Linked DNA regions of Bombyx mori: region 2 is linked to region 1. The links are chromatin contacts, called in public Hi-C maps. All regions are on one chromosome and are shown on one strand. The core of a region is the stretch at or near the end of the contact, and the rest is flanking DNA. Distances in the headings are between cores, read along the strand shown. Region 1 overlaps LOC101739441 (protein charybde). Region 2 has its middle 46 kb from the start of LOC101739441.

Region 1 (5,511 bases), core at 1,674-4,173:
AGATTCAAGACCGTCATCTCCAGTTTCGATCACGTAAGTTCCGTGCACGTAGACAACTCGACCAGTCCTACACGACTATTAAACGAGGATGAGTGCGAGGGATGGTAGGGCGCACGACCGGTACGAGCGAACCGGTCCGAACCAGTTCAGAGCCAGTTCACACAAAATTTATAGCCCTCACTCTCGGCCTGTTCTTAGTTGGCTTAAGCTTTATGTTAATTTATGATAAAATTCGTTTCTTTGTTTTCTTTTTCGTTTCTTAAATCGAAGCTTTGAGTTTTCATTGAATCAAACTTACGGTTCACGGTCCATCTGGAGCACTACAGTCTAGATCAGGGGTTCCCAAACTTATTTTGTCTATTGCCCACTTTGAGAATAAATTTCTTTTTAGTGCCCTCAGTTTTTCACCTACTTAATAACCACTATAGTGAGAGGTCAGTCGGTGTCCAAATGGTGCTAGATGAAATTACAAATCGCCTCACAAGTCTCTACACAACATCCCTATTTTTTCTCTCTTACCGCCCCCCCTTTGGGCCTGCAGTACAAGGGGGCGTTAACGCCCACTTTGGGAAAGGCTGGTCTAGATATAACCCACAGAAACTTGAACAGCACGAGTCTGTTTGATCTTGGGCGGTTTACCGGCAGCCAGCACCGCTTGGCCAAGTAAGGGTCACGAGAAATTAAAACAAGTACATATATTTTTTGAAACTATGTATTTTTTTTTACTCTTCAATTTTTTTCTACATTTTCTTTTACTGTCTATCAAATAAATATCAATTATAAACAATTGATATTATACACATTTTACAATTATTATTATTATTCTTATTATTTTTATTATTATTATTCTTATTATCATTATTGTTAGTTCTTTTGTATATGTCGACATTTTAGAAGTAAACGTGGTATTTTTTTTACATGTTTCATCGATGAGTAGTGACACATCTAGTACTATGATATTGTGCGTTTAAAACACTGAACCCTATACAGAATACAAAACATTCAGTGGATTCCGTTCGGGAACGGCGAGCCTATCGTTCATACATTTAATGTAGTTCACACACTGGTTCAAGGAAATGCATTCCACTGCTGCTCGACACCTCGTCATCACACATTCACGCTCGTGTACTGTTAGTACCGACTCGCACCCACTGGACTCGCAACGCGGCAATGCGCGCCATTAGAAAAAACAATATTACAAAAAAATTACAATCTTTATATTAACTTAAATAACTTAATACTTTTTTTTTATTATAATATATAACTATATTAATATAATCTGAGATCTTTACGGGGTAGGGGGTGCGGGGAGAGGCGTTCCCGCCGCTCACTGCGCCCTCTACGCCTTTATTACTACATCTGCATGCGTGTTCTCTCGTTCATATAAAGTATATTTCTTTTTCATCATAAAATTTTATACATTACAAAAGTAGTATCACAAACAAATGTACGATTTTATTAATGGCCAGACCTGACGCCGCTCGGACTCATTACGTCCCTGCCTACGCTGGTCGAATACAAAAAAAAAACGTACACATTTCCGGACCGAATCGATCGCCCCGAACAAATACAGTTACGATACGTGAAAATACAAAACTCTACGCAACTCCAGAATAGAATCAAACTCGAAACAAACAAAAAAAAAATAATACCTAAGACTAAACCTATCAGGGTTATCAGTATCACACGCGCGGCGGCGACTGAGATCATAGGGAGCGCACCGGCGCCGCCGCGCCACTCACGCGGACAACCATCGCGATTCACAATCATTCAAACATCCAATAATAAAATACAAACAATGATCATAGAACGAAGGTAAGTGCGGAGGGCGCGCGGGTGGGGGGCGGGCGACAGAGGGGTGAGGGGAGATCGACGCTCGCCGCCGCACGCCGCCGCGCCGCGCGCCGCCGACGGCCCGACCAGCACGAACATCGACACTTTATCGATAAGTAAAGTGTATTTCGCATCACTACGGGAGGCGGCGGCGACGCGCTCTTCCGCGCTTACACTACCACTATACATTACATATCACGCTGTGCTTTTGATTTTCTCTTATTAAAAATATATAATAATTAATATACATATTATTATTATAATAATATTGATATTTGTCAAATTAACGATACGTAGATATCGATCGAGGAGGGCAGTCAGTCGGCTCGCGCCCAGCCATCACTCCGCCTGGCTCCTGAACAATTTCTTCTTCTCTATCGTGAACTGGGGGCTGATGATGATGGTGCCGCCTCGCGTTAAATTTCTGCAAAGAGAAAGCTCGTTAGTACAACTCGTAGCGGGCTCGCGTCTACAAACGTCTACACGGTGATTGAGTGTAAAAGAAGACTCACTTTAAGAATTGCGGCAACAGACTCGTCCAGTTCGTGGGGTCGTGTTCAAGGTGTAGATGTATTTCGTGCGTGGTCAACGTATTCGGGTCTATTTTGAAGGCTGCTAGTCTTCGTCCCGCGACGTCGATGATGACGGCTGCGCCCCGGGACCCACAGGGCTCTCCCTCCGCTAGCGCGAGGGTCTGCCGCGACGCCCTCGCGAGCAGCTCCGCCGGCACTAAGACCTCCGCGGTGGCGAGCTCGCTGGCTCCTTTGGCCGCTCGTAGTTCTCTCTCGAGCCTCTGGGCCAGCGCCGCTTCCGTCGGCACCGGCGCCGGCGCTTCCCGCCATGTCGGCCCGCTCCACGCTACAACAATACAAAAAAATTCATTTTTATTTCCAATTTCAAAATGGTATTTAAAAAAAAAATATCCAATTAGAATAATTTATATTTTACAAAAGATACTTGTATACAATTAGAATTAAAGTGAAATGACGCAAGAAAAGGGAAACGTAAATAATATATGGATCGTCTCTCGAAGGGCGCAGCGTAACAGCTGATGTAGATCAGCTGGACGTGACGTCAGCCGGCTCCTCGCCTCAGGGCCCGCGGCCGCCGGTGGAGTGGCTGGCGGTGCGCGCGCCGCATGGCAACAGCTGACGCCCGGTTAGAAAGCCGGCTTCCTCTCGCAACACTCGATAGAAAGTCGAGACTCACCTTTTTCGCTGTTGAATCCCACATTAAATTGATTGGTGACCGGCAGGATCTCCATGTTTTCCAAATTTTTACTTATATTGTACACTTTTAGATACGAAAAAATTTAAACTGTTCCGATGAATACCGGAACTTATACTAGAAAAATATCACAAGTCTCTTTTGTACTGCTAATTCGCACTGAACGACCGGTTTTCGGACCGGCGACTAGTTATCGTCAAGAGATCGATGGGAATATGAAAATGTCCTAAGCTCACGACCGCATCAGATCTGATCTCGTAACCACAGGGCTTCGTCACTCGCCCTAGGCTCACTGTATGACCCACCCAACCCTGTCGCTCTTTCTGACGGACTGATAGAAACGGGAAGCACAGGCAATTTATATAGAGAGTCGAGGCCGGGGGTGCGGGGAGTCGCTCCGCAACCGGCACCGACCTCCCCGCAGGCCAGTTGCGCCCGGCCGTGTTGTGAGAAGGACGTGTCTGTGTCGTCTCACGAAAGAAAGCCGGCCGGCTTTTCTTTGTTCGAACGCGTACGGGCTCTGAGACCCAGTGATATATTTTTCTAAAGTGTTTCGTTAATGACATTTGTTTTTTTTTCCTTTGTTACCGATAGGAAACATTAGAATAAAAATATTGTAACATCTTTTATAGATAATTTATGTATATTTATTTATCAGGCGTCAAGTCGACTAGTCTGGACGTAAAGATAAGAACACTAAGCGATAAAACATACATATTTATGTTTGTCTAAGGATTTCCGTGATATCGTTCATTGTTTTATTGTATGTGTATAGGTAAGTAAGACAAATAAAAACGTTATAAGTTTTAACTGAATTAAGATATAGTCCATAATTTAATTTGTTAAATACTATCCTCGACTAGCGGTCATAAACTGCAAAATCTTGATAACATAGAAATAAAAGTTTTATAAGTAGTGTATTTTTTAAATAACTAGAAGACGTATGACTGTTTTGACATCATTTTAGTACTCCATTAAATAAACTTTGTGAAAAACAAGTTGAAAATAGTCTGAAGATACACATATCATTTTTGTTTTTTTTTCTGTTTTAAGACGATAAGTACACAACATATTAGCAACACTTGTTACATTAATGATAACTGTATTGTTGGATTTTAATTTTTATTTCTTATCTTCATTCTTGAATTCAAAAAAACTAAACAAATTAATAATATGTCACACCATATTGCGCTTAGAATAAAGTATAAAGTTTTATTGAAATATATTGTAAAATAACTAACTTTACCTACACCATAAAACATTCAAAAATATTTTTAATATCGAAAGAGAATCACTATAACGTCTTAGAACGAACTGTAAATACGAAAGAAAGTTCTAGTGAATTTTCACCTAACTTTGGGGAGTAGGCAATTCTTCTCGAATATTGCATCAGTCAAACGGATATTTACATTTGAATAAATAAACTTCCACTGAAATTATTCGTTTCATTATATGCTGATTGGTGGTACCTAAGAGAGCATCGTGATGTTCTTGAAAGACAAGGAAGGACTTGAAATCTGAAGGACGATGTCATTGTCAGAGTGCTGTAACATTTTTTTTAAGGGATTTTATGACCTGGTAACTAAGATCTTTAGGTCATAATGCCGTAACACCGAAATCGTCACAGATTATTTACATATAGTGTGACACCTAAATATAGATTTCGATTTTCGATTCCAATTTTACGTTATCTGTCGCTAGTTAAATTAACATTGCTTTGTCTAAAAATTCATTCACATTACAACACAATTGAAAAAAAAATCTATTCATTACATACTAGTTTTAATTGTAAATAAACTATAGCAATCCGTCAAACGTTGTACAGTCTGAAAAAATAGACAAAAATCGTTAACCTAATTCGTAGTGTTGCCAAAAATGAAACACATAAATTTATCAACGAAAATCCACAAAATCGACTACTGTGTACTTAAAGTTTTATGTTACCTAACCGATCAGCGATCAGTTAACCAATTTCTAACTGGCAATAACCGTAGAACCACAAAGAAAAAAATGTGTAGTTGAAAAAAAAAAAAAACAGTTGCTACGGAACGCCGGCCGGCGTAGTGGCCTTGAGCGGTAAAGTGACTCATAGAACCGAAACGAATCGAAAAACACTGCCGCTAAACATTGAAAAACAATAAAGTTAACTGTCTAAGTAATATTTCTTGTTTGCGACCGACGGCCGCTACTCATTTTGAGACACAAATTGATTGAAATAAATGCATTCAAACCGTGATGGCATCGCAGCCGGCATGAACAGTACAGTATCACGAGCCGGTGTGGGCTCGCCTGCACGCAAACCAGTGCCAGTATCGAATTTAAAAACTCATTTTTTGTAATAATCATCAGCTCGAAAAATTCCTTGTATCCGATGACAGCGAACGGAGTTTCTTGAAGACTTATATAGCTCGCGAAGCCAATTTTCATCAGACGAATTCACATAGTAACATG
Region 2 (5,511 bases), core at 974-3,473, 38 kb before region 1:
CGGATGACATTCGGAGCGTCGTTCTACTGAGCAATATTGTCCGCTCCGTGGAAGATCTTCTCTTTGTCAATACCTCCAAATACTTATTACGTGTCGGGATCACGATAATGTGTTGCGAAATTCTTGGAATGACGTCATCATTATAAAACAACATTGGCAGACGACTTCATTTACCACACGAATTTATTCCTGACAGATTCTTAACATTCAATAATATTTTAAGGTCATTGAAAAGTAAGCCCTGAGAATACTTTAAGCTACAAACCAACATCCACGCGTACGCTGAGTTAGGATGATCTCCTGTTAAAGACGGACCTCACTCAGATTGAAGATACGACCAACTGTGAATCTGAACCTCGTGCAACAATAGCTAACCATTTAATTTTACTAATAACGAAGCGAGCAAATATATACCAAATTAAAAGAAAATGCGGTCTATTATACATCTATATAGTTATACAAACTTCTCCGGATTGTCCCTTGTTAATAAAACCATTTTTTTTTTATACTAATCTAAATATTTATAAAATAAATAGTTCTAAAAATGATATAATATCTTGCTATGATCCAATTAATGTACATGTAAGTTAGTAATGTTTATAAAAATGTTCAAGGGCATAGCTCCATGTTAAAATTAGATTAAGTAGTGTAATTGTTTAGCGTTTATTGTGAGTCGAATTTCTTTCATCTATACTAATGTATAAATCTACAGTGGTTTTTACGGATGTTCCGTTATAACTACTGAACCATGCATGAAACTGACTTGAAATTTGGTATCCATGTAGAAAATATTATACATGTACTTAATGGATAGGCTAATATTTATAATATATCAGTGTTGGACCAGTTGCGGGAGCGTTAATGATGAGAATCTTTGTGGGGGTGAGAAATAATAATGTTAATTTTAAATGCCCAGCGAAGCGGACGGGTGCAGCTAGTAACCTTATAAGTTAGATTAGTTATCGTTATCATATTATTTTGTCCTATAGTTGTAAGGAACATTGTGTGCTTAGCATATTTATTTTGATTGGTCGTGCGCACACACATGGCTTATGTTACAAACCAGATCTTATTTACTTGTTGTGTCATTACTTGTTGTAAGCTAAAGAAAGCTTGCAATGTGTGTTGTGTGCCTAATAAAAAAATGCTTTTGCCTATTACCTGTGCATTGATTTCTTTTATTAATTATAGAGTATTAATTACATCCAGCTTTGGAATGAGTTCCACAGTGCTTCCTTTTTCTTTTTTTTTTCTACCTATGCTGATAACATTGAGAGGCTATTTCAGGTTGCCCTTGACGTATAGGTGAGCACAAGGTTCAAACCGGAGACCCAATGAGAAGATCCGGCGAGAAACTCAGTGGGCTGTGTCTATGGGTTAATTTACTCGTCGAGCCCTTCGTCGCAAACGACGGGTTCGGTGAGGACGGTGACCGGGTGTTTCCTGCGCGCTATGACATGTCCTTCTTCATACGAGGCTTGTGGAGAGTATTGAGCGGTAGGCAGCGACTTGGCTCTGCCCGTGTCATTGCTGACGTCCATGAGCGAAAGTAACCACTTACCATCAGGTGGGCCGTATGCTAGTCTGCCTGCTCGAGCAACTATCACACATCAAAAGTATTTTGGGAGTGTTACGAAATAAAAGTAAAATATTAAGATATCTTGAGCAACATAATAATATCGACAAGCACGGATCTGTCTCACAGCCTTACCTATTTCTGCCACAAAGCAATCAATCGTTCTTACTTAAACAATACTAAAGTTAATCCCAGATGCGCCATTAATTCAGCTGTGTTAATTACTCCTGTGTTCTATCTTTGTAACAAATACGTTCAATGTTAAGCTACGTGTTGCCACGCCGAGAATGTACAACGACTTGTTGATACAGAAATCTAGACCGAAATCCCTTCCACATTGGAGCAGCCACCACCTAAAACCAGTTCGTACTGATTTGATCAACCTAGTTTCCTTATCATAATTTTCGCAAATCGCTCGCATTAACGATTGACGCGCCGATAGCAATTGCTCGCTTACCGTCCACGAAATAAGACCCATTTACGTTCGCAGCGCATCGGCGTTTAGTATTCTTCGTCATTTAAGATTAGTTTATTCAAATAATGTGTAGTTTCAGTTGATAAATTCGGTATGGAGGACGTTTGGCTTTTATATGAATGTAGGTATTATATGTGGCGATTGGATGTTTATCGTTGGACCGTTTTTCGGAGATACAGTTTGTTTGTTTTATAGTCGAGCGAACGGAATCGTGGTCTTGGCATTAATTAAGTACTGTGTGCTTAGTGCAAGTTTTAGCCCAGTGAGTTTCTCGCCGGATCGTCTCAGTGGGTCGCGTTTTCGATCCGGTGGTAGATTCTGCGAAGCACTGCTCTTTGCTAGGGCCAGTATTAGCAACACCTCCGGTTTGAGCCCCGAAAGCTCACCTACACTGTTGGTTTAGTGGTACCGTGTGCGTAGTGTGAGTATTTTAACGTTCTCGATAGCGTAAAAGTTAACTAAAATTTGTATGCAGTTGGAACAGCGCCCCTGGCGACTAACGTAGGCAAACGTAGGCAACCGATCCCATTCCATACAAATCTGAGTAAACTTTTACGCTATCGAGAACGTTAAAAAACTCGCACTAAGCACACTCGGATATATAAACGATATGAAGAACGCTGCAGCTAAGCTAATACTGCATAAAATATTGCTTCGTTTCTAACATGAGGATCTTCTAGCGAGCCGATCTTTAAATCTATGTTTGTTACGGCTGTTTCAAACGTATCATTGTACATTCAGTCAAAATATTACGTACCTAGATGATTTGTTTATGGTTCCAAATTTAATTCTTAGTTTTTTTTTGTTGTTGTTGTCGTTAGATTGGCACATCTGTTTTCCATTTTGGCGCGGAGTATGAGTTTCATCTGTTATTTAGATTAAATACAGTGCCGTTTTTAATTATATTTATATCTAGTGCGTAATACGAATTTCATAATGGACAAAAAGATATAGTACAACAAAGAGTCTGTGATAAATTTTGTATCGGTAATGGAACTTCGAGAAACGAATTCAATTCCGGAGAAAGCCGTGAAAAAATATTCTGATGATTGAATTATTTCTTGGCATTTATATATTGTTTCAGAAGGAGCGTATTTTGAAGGTGACAAAATAAATTCGGATGAAAAACTAACAATTTGTGTATTATCAATATTTTCCCGGGACTTTCTTTAGGGACTAGTATATAGAGTGTATTGGAAACATCGACAGAACGTGTATAGTAGAGCTGGTATTGCGAAACTCGAGATTAACTACAATGATATTTGAATATTGCATTCAATTACCAATAGAGCTTATTGTCTGCCTGCCGTTATGTTATTGCTGGAGTCCATAGACATCACGATTAGGTTTAAGTCACAATTATATTGTATAAATGTCTGTCAAAACTCGAAGGCAAGACCCATAGATACAGCCAACTAAGTTTCTCGCAGGATCTTCTCAGTGGGTCGCGTTTCCGATGCGGCGGTGGATTCTGCGAAGCATTGCTCTTGCTAGGGCCAGTGTTAGCAACACTTCCGGTTTGAGCCCCGTGAGCTCACCTACGTATTAAGGTGAAACTGAAATAGCCTCTCAAGGCCATCAGCATAGGTAGGGAAAAAAATGGCAGAATGGGGCGAGCTCACAATACGTTTATTCATATAGTACTCATGTTGTGATGTCCATAGACTTTAGTAATCACAAAACGTCAAATGGGTAAAAGTCTGACTGCCCATTGATAATACATGAAATAAAAAAGAATCTTAATTGTAAGACTGTTGTCAAAATTATGTAAACAAAGCTCTACGACTCTACTAACTCTACATATTTGTACAGTACACTTAAAGAAAATGACATAACAAGTGTCTCTATGTAGAGAAACGTTTTCTATTTACGTAGAGAACGGAGCCGGGAATAAATAGACTCCTTTTATCGGCCTGACGTGACTTACGACAGATAAAGGGGTGGGCAGTGACCATGAGTTTACGGGAGACGTGGATGAATTGAAATTTGTTTTTTTTTAATCACGTTTGGGCTGGATGGCTCACGGTCGATTACTGGTGGTATGACTTCTTGTGAGTCCGCACGGGTAGATACCACCACCCCGTCTGCTGTGAAACAGTAGTGCGTTCCGGTTTGAAAGGTGAGGCAGCCCTTTTAACTATACTGAGCACTTCGAACTCATATTTCAAGATGGGTGGCGCATTTACGTTGTAGATGTCTATGGGCTCCGGTAACCACTCAACACCAGGTGAGCTGTGAGCTCGCCCAACCATCTAAGCAATAAAAAAAGGTCTTATTGGAGGTCTTGAGGACATTTCAAATTGAGAATGAAAATTGCAGCTTTCTTTTCATTGTTTCATTTAAAGTAAGCGGCGGAAACCTGAGACTTAGAACTCAAGACTTAGATCTCAAGTCAGATTGCGGCATTTAAATTGTTGATGTCTATAGACTCCGGTAATCACTTAATATTAGGTGGGCCGTGAGCTCATCCACCCATCTAAGCAAAAAATTTTTTTTAAAGAAACCAACGGCCCCTATTTATTATGTATACTTAAGGTCAGAGACATTACAACGCGCGTACTGGTCGCTACCTCTATTCTGTCCAAATCTGTTCTTAAGTTATTATGTGTTCAGGCTTAAAGGGTGAGAGATGCCATAAACCCAATTGACATTTCAGCCTCTTGCTTCTAGATGGTTTTTTTTTTTTTTTTTTTTTTTTTTTTTTTTCCCTACCTATGCTGATAGCCTTGAGAGGCTATTTCAGCTTCGCCCTAACGTTAGTAGGTGAGCTCGCGGGGCTCAACCGGAGAGTTGCTAACACTGACCCTAGCAAGAGCAGTGCTTCGCAGAATCTACCACCGGATCGGAAACGCGACCCACTGAGAAGATCCGGCGAGAAACTCAGTGGGCTGTGTCTATGGGTTAGTTCGCTCGTCGAGCCCTTCGTCGCAAGCGACGGGTTCGACGAGGACGGTGACCGGTGCTTGTGGTGCCTAAAAGCACCGTTAATGGATCAGGAGGATCCGTAATGACGTGCTTTGGGCGACGTCGACGGTTTACCATTCGGTCTACTGGGTCGGGTATGTAATTTCCAGCCGCTACGATGAGAGGGTTCTCATGTCGTGCCGCCTTCTCAAAATGGCGCAGCGATGCCGACTGTAGATACTTACTAAGAGAGTCGAGCTCCAGGTCATCGTGGAGATCCACATTCCTAAGGAACCATGGCGCTCCGACGGCTATCCTGCAGAATCGTGATTGAATAACCTGAAGGGATTTCAAGTGGGTGCGGGCTGAGTGAGCGAACACTACGCTTGCATACGTCATGACGGGGCGTATACAAGTTTTGTAGAGCGTTACCTTATTGCGGAGGGACAGTTTGCTTCGACTACAAAGCACTGGATAGAGTCGTCCTAGAATAAACGCGGCGCGGTCGCGTACCGTTTTTATATGGGGACGGAATGTCATCCCTCTGTCGAGGGTG

The links. A called contact is a pair of places that touch in the nucleus more often than the background predicts.
Region 2: a contact with region 1 is called in a Hi-C map of middle silk gland, with 2.3 times the contacts expected there. The contact joins two enhancer-like sites. A contact is called at or near these places in 4 of 7 Hi-C or Micro-C datasets (middle silk gland, posterior silk gland and whole pupa).

The regions. Positions count from the first base shown.
Region 1 is chr3:840,148-845,658 of ASM3026992v2, reverse strand. It overlaps LOC101739441 (protein charybde), which reads right to left. Exons shown (of 3, transcript XM_004923883.5): 1 at 3,043-5,511; 2 at 2,346-2,691; 3 at 697-2,257. The coding sequence starts at 3,097. The coding sequence ends at 2,173. Among protein-coding and RNA genes, the nearest start is that of LOC101739441, 8.5 kb to the right of the region's middle. Within about 2 kb of position 2,923, at least 8 of the 8 cell types and tissues checked have open chromatin away from gene starts, as enhancers often do.
Region 2 is chr3:877,568-883,078 of ASM3026992v2, reverse strand. No RefSeq gene overlaps it. Among protein-coding and RNA genes, the nearest start is that of LOC101739441, 46 kb to the right of the region's middle. Within about 2 kb of position 2,223, at least 4 of the 8 cell types and tissues checked have open chromatin away from gene starts, as enhancers often do.